Regions from separate parts of the Zea mays genome. Here region 1 is linked to region 2. A link is a contact called in public Hi-C data. All regions are on one chromosome and are shown on one strand. The core of a region is the stretch at or near the end of the contact, and the rest is flanking DNA. Distances in the headings are between cores, read along the strand shown.

Region 1 (3,081 bases), core at 485-2,984, 450 kb after region 2:
AGGTGATGTTCTTGATACCCCTCCACTTGACGCGTCTGGTCATGTTGGCGCCGGGCCCGTGGTTTTCCACCTCGGCGTAGTAGCAGGTGCTGAGGCCGAAGTCGCCGAGCCACGGCAGCCAGCCCTGCGGGTCGATGAACCCGCCGATCTCCGACTGGATGTAGAGCGTGCGCGAGTGCTCCTTCCACGGGCGGCCCAGGAAGGTCCTGAACCGGCCGACGCTCTTCTCGAACTCCGGGTGCGGCGCGACGGTGCAGTTGTGGATGACGGTGCCGCCCACCGACCGCCTCTCCTTGCGGCCCTGCGCCGTGACGATGTTCTGCTGGTTGTCCATGCACTTGCGCACCTGGATGAGGCAGTTCTGGAACACCACCTGCGCGTTGCCGAAGATGAAGTCGATGGTGCCCGTGATGACGCAGTCGCGGTAGTACTGGCGGCTCGTGTGCGTGTACAGCGTGTCCTGGTACCCGTCGAACCGGCACTCGTAGAACGCCGACATGTCGCTCTGCACCCGCAGCGCCACCGCCTGGTGGTTCTTGGCTCCCGCCGTGTTCTTCACGCCGATCCCGCGCATCAGGAACCCGTTCCCGATCGCCTCCATCGTGGCCGTGTCCTTGGTGGTGATGTTCATCATGAAGCTCTTGTGGCCCGTGATCACCGTCTTGGTGGCGCCGTCGCCGACCATCACCAGGTTCGTCACGTTCCGGGCCACGGACACGTACTCCCTGTACTTGCCGGCCTTCACGTACATGACGTACGTGGTGGCGCTCTTCAGCGGCACCTTGGCCAGCGCCGCGTTGATGGTCCTGAAGTCGCCGCTGCCGTCCTTGGCCACCGTCACGTCGGGCCTGAAGCCCTTCTCGCCGGGGGAGACCAGCAGCAGCCGGCGCTTGGCGTCGGGCATCCACGAGGGCGCGCCGCGGGCGTGCTCCGCGAGGAGCCGGCGGTGGAAGCTCGGCAGGCCAAGATTGGCGAGCGTCTCGGAGAACTCGTCCACGAGCGCCAGGATGTTCTCCGTCAGCTCCTGCGAGCTGTTGAGCGCCTTGCGCATCTTGCCCGCGGCGGGCGTCGTGGTGTTCTCGAACCCGTCCAGGCACGTCTCCTGGTACGTGAGCGCGGAGCTCAGCCACGTCCGGAGGTCGTCCACGGCGCTCTTGAAGTTGGTCATCTCGAAGCCGCCGAGCCTGTCGAACGTCGTCCGGAGGTCGTCGATGGCGTAGTCCAGCAGCTCTCCGCAGTTGTGGAGCGCGCCCGACGTGCGCCGGTCGTGCTTGAGCTCGTTGAGCAGGGCGGACTCGCGCACGGCCTTCGCGATCCGGTCGGACGTCACCTTGAAGATGGCCTTGGCCAGCTCCGTGGGGCTGGTGGCGTTCCCGGCCGCCGCCTCCAGCGCCTTCTCGCACGTCTCCCTGTAGTCCACGGGCTGGCAGAAGGACTTGATGGACTTCACCGACGTGGACATCTCGCCCTCCTCGGCCCTCCCGCCATCGCCGCTGCCTTTGAAGGAAACGACGCAGATGGTGGCCACCACCGCCACGACCAGGACGGTCGATGCGCCGATGACGGCGCCTTTCATCGCAGGGTACGCACGGCCTAGATGTCCAATTTGCGCAAGCTCACACACGCATACGGCATACAACACACAAACACAGTATATGTAGTCTGAGTGCAATGTGGTAGGTATTTAGTGCCCCCAATCACACCAATAGAAAAGTCGACACTCTATGTTTTGGTGTGAATTGGAGTACCGAGCAAGAGCATCGAGACGAATTTTTATACTGCGCTATAGGCAGCGTCAAAACTGGGACATGGCGAAGAGGGACGGTTGTGCATTGGCGTTGGAGCCGAAGTAAAGGGAGAGCCAAGCAACGACGACGGACGGCGGTCACTGGTGTAGCGTTTGTTCGGAAAAAAATTGTTTGCGATTTTTTTTTTCTAGAAAAAGTTTTGCCAGGCTCGCGCGTTTCGGCCTTTCAGCGGAAATGATCTAATAAGAAGGCAACACTGCTGTACAGAGATAATCTCGGTGTCTGTTACCTAATATGTAACCTAACATGCTAATTATAAGAATGCAACACACTTATATCATAATAGATAAACTGAATTATAAGATTAAATCAGATGATGAGTACCGATCGAACATACTGATTGACAACGTGGAAGCTAGCAGGGTCAACGTGGTCGATGGCGAGAAAAACATGAGTAGTCGCGTGAATACGCTTCTCAAAAAACTTATTTTTCTTCTCCTGGTACAGAATCTCGAAGGCAACAGGTTCCGGAGACATGCTCTCCCGATCACAGGTGCACATCGGTGCTCGGGATAAAGAAGAGTACATCGACGACGCAGATAACAAAGGAAAACCTAACTAGTGCTCAGGGTATTTCTAGCTAGGGTTGTCAACAGTCACCTCGGTGGTGGTGGCGGCCGCAGCTACAGGGGAGAGGAGGGGGGCGCAGGGTAAGGAGACGGCCGCTACTTAGGGAGGAGAGGCCGCGGCTGGGGCGTCCACGACAGGAAAGAAAGTGGGGGCGTGCGGCGGATGCGGTTGTGCAGCGGCGGCTACGGATTAGGGAGGGAAGGAGAAAGGAAAACCTACTTATACCATGTAGGAAACAATAATACTATCAGGATTAAATGTTGTATTAATAGCATGAGTTAGCTGTGTCTGTCCAATTATACAAAGGTAAGAGGGTAATTACATAGGATAAACCTCAAACCCTAAGCGGGTCCGTACTGTTCTAGCCGAAACTGATATTTTTCTCTGAAGCATGGATACTTCAGGAAGGAGGCATTGCTGTACAACGCTACGCCTCAATCAAAAGATGAAAAAAATGAACAAAGCATGAGATCGCGTTCTCGGCACTTGTGCCCATGTTGCAGCACTGACAGAATAAGCAATTAAAGCAAAAAAAAAAACGAAATGAGGCAGCTAGTCCAGACGAATGGCGGAACCCTGCCTGTTCCTTCGCTTTCACAGAAGCGAGCAGGGAGAGAGAGGGGGGACCAAGAACGCATTCCGCTCTGGTTGGGAGTTGAGACGTTTCCGTGGTCCACGGAGTCCCGGGACACAACTAGAGAGC
Region 2 (3,060 bases), core at 144-2,643:
CGCTAACATGTTTCAAACGATCTTTATAGCCGTTACTGGTAAGACGGACCGTACACGTGTGCGTAGAACATGTGCTAGTTGCATATAACGACTAGGTTTGTGTTGGGGGCTATAAATAGAAGGGGAGCTTGTGTGTGAGGGCTCTATTGGCCATTTCTAGCACACATTGAGCTCATTTGTGATCACCTAACTCAAACTCTCACACTCGTTGCTTGAGATTGCATTCTAGTGAGTGATTGAGAGGTTCTAGTGCATTTGCATCCATTGTGATCTTTTGAGGCACTAGGTGGTACACCGGGCAAGCATCATCGACTTGTTACTCTTAGAGGTTGCCGCCTCCTAGACGGCTCGGATGTTGTCTCCGTCGAGCTCTCCGCGCAGATTGTGGAGAAGTCACAGTGTTGGTTGTGAGGGGTTCGCGCCCACCTTGTCGGAGCGGCAAAGGTAACACTAGTGGAATCGAGGTATTGAGCGAGTTCTTGACCACTTGGCTGAAAGATCAAATCGTGTCTTGATAGAGGAGCAAGCGAGAGCTTGAATTCCACCTCAACGTGGATTAGGGATGATCGGCAAATCACCGATACCACGAGATAAATTTCGGTGTCATTCTCTCACTCTTTACTCATTACTTGCAAGTAGTTAGTGATCTATCATTTGTAGTATTGATAAAAATTGCTCATCATATTTTGTTAGTCTATCAAAGCTAGAAAATTATATTTCTTGTTGTTTTTATTAAATTTCTCTAGTGTCCTTGTTTTTAGTTGAAAAACCGTCTATTCATCCAACTATAGCCGGTGTCCTAGATCCTACAATCCCTTTGTTCTGAAAGTGAAGCTGCCGTTTAACTCTCTCCCTTAACGTCGTTAGCGAAAATCATAATTAGTGATTAAAACATAAAAATGAGGGGTAAACTCACAATTGAAAGGTGAGAGAAGGGTACAATCACAATTAACCCTGAAAATTTCGACATTTTTAGGGTTAATTGAGATTTTACCCTTCTCCCACCATGCAATTATGATTTTACCTCTTATTTTTTTAATCACTAATTCTGATTTTTCACTAACGGTGTTAAGAGGGAGGACCAAACGATAGCTTCGTTTTCAAAATAAATGAGTAAAATCACAAAGTTGAAAACGAGGGTAAAATCACAATTACAAGATCAGAAAAGGATATAATCACGCTTTTTTTTTAAAATAAATATCGCCACTTCAATTGTCGTGAGAGATGAAAATAAACGAATAATAATGATTGGCAATACTTGCACGGGGCAACCACTGCATGGTTGCCGGGCTTGTGAAAAGCTCACACGACGACTCGGAGTGTGGCCCATAAGGTCCACGGATGAAGGAACTGCCGTCAGTCAAAAGACATCAGGGTAGCCCACGGCCCGCGTAAAAACTCACATCGTTCCCTACACCCTACTCCCTCCGTCAGCCAGCGAAGTTCCTTCAGTCACTCAACACCTTACGTCCCTAGCCATCCTCCGCCGCCTCCGTCTCTGCTTCCCTAGAGCCGTCGCGATGGCAGCAGCCCCTGCCGGTGCCCCTGCAATCACCGCATCCTCCTCCTTTGTTTCTTCGTCTCCGTTCTGTCTCAAGTAGCTGACTCCTCCCTTGTACCCGTCGCAGTATGCGATTTTTGTGTGTTTTCCGATGGATACGTCTAACTGTGACTCGCTTCCAGGGCATCGATGACCAGCCAGCGCCGACCCGCGGGGAGAGTCTCCATCGTCATCCGCTGCGTCAGTAGCCCGCCGGCCGTCGACACATGTACTATCGGTTTCCATCCCGTTAGTAGAAATAAGAAATTCTATGTTTAAGCTCTAGACTCTTGTCTATCCAAAACATTGTTTTGTATTATAGACTGCACTGTTCGCAGAATGAAGTTTGAATATGGGTATGAGTATGGATAAACTGCTGGAGATAGTCTTATGACCCGTTTGGTTGTTCCACAACTTGCCTAAGTTAGTCGGTAAAATTGAAGAACTAACCCTAGATAGAAAAGTTAGACAGACTATGGCAAGTTAGGCAGCGAACCAAATAGGCCCTTAGTTTCTTAGTTTTTATTTTAGACGTCCAATCTAATGCTTCAGATGCTAGTTTAGAATCCGTGGTGGTGGTATTATTGATTGTGATTAGAGATAGCAATCGACACCACCTGATGGGTTTTACCCGATATGAAGGCGGGTATGAGATGATTTCTTTACCTATGGATATGTTAATGGGTAAGAATCTCTACCTGACGGGTAGAAGGGTACAAATACTACCAATACTCGTTTACTCATGGGTAAAATATACCCACATCATACCACTATTACTATCTAATAAGTTCTATCTTAGCTAAAAGAAAATATTTCTCCGGCTATCATTTGTTTAACTATCAATAATCTTATGTTTTTTATACTTGAAGTTGAATTTATTTTTGTGTGTTTGTTTGAAATTTTGAGAGATTGACATATTAGAATTTGATATTTTTCCAGCGGGTATGGGTTACCCGATGTGTAAAATTACCTGTCCAGTTACGGATATAGGTAAGATTCTATACCCGTGACCGAATATGTGGTAACTCGATGGGTAGATTTTTTATAGGTACGAGTTGGAATGATAATACCTGTTGGGTATATATCCGTTGACATCCGTAGTTGTGATACCCTATAGTAGCTTCTAAGGGTGTCATCAGTTGGAAAGTGTGAAACCGTAACCCTGATCCAGGGTTGGGTGTATATTATAGAGAGCGGCGGGCCAAGCCCATTACACTGGGGGTAAACAGGTAAATACAAGAGAGCCCTAGCCTAACCCTAAGGGCTAGTTTGGGAACACTGTTTTTCCAAGGGATTTCAAATTTCCCAAGTGAAAATGAACTAATTTCCCTTGGAAAAATTGTAATCCCTTGGGAAAACGGTGTTCCCAAACTAGCCCTAAACAGGAGTCTAACACCCCCATGCAGTCTCAACACTATCCTGTACAGATGTTGAGACTGGATCGAAACTCAGTGAATACACTCAACGACAGCCTTTGGTGAAGATGTCAACGAACTGCGACGTGGTTAGGACGTTGAGAA

The links. Hi-C and Micro-C count contacts between places; a contact is called where the count stands out from the background.
Region 1: a contact with region 2 is called in a Hi-C map of leaf, with 9 times the contacts expected there. The contact joins the promoter of LOC107648854 here to the promoter of LOC100283445 in region 2. A contact is called at or near these places in 7 of 25 Hi-C or Micro-C datasets (ear, endosperm, leaf and 2 more).

What each region holds. Positions count from the first base shown.
Region 1 is chr1:47,134,494-47,137,574 of Zm-B73-REFERENCE-NAM-5.0, forward strand. It overlaps LOC107648854 (putative pectinesterase/pectinesterase inhibitor 58), which reads right to left and starts at 1,735. Exons shown (of 1, transcript NM_001323628.1): 1 at 1-1,735. The coding sequence starts at 1,576.
Region 2 is chr1:46,684,824-46,687,883 of Zm-B73-REFERENCE-NAM-5.0, forward strand. LOC100283445 (transaminase/ transferase, transferring nitrogenous groups) reads left to right here and starts at 1,394. Exons shown (of 10, transcript NM_001156346.3): 1 at 1,394-1,597; 2 at 1,684-1,769. The coding sequence starts at 1,521.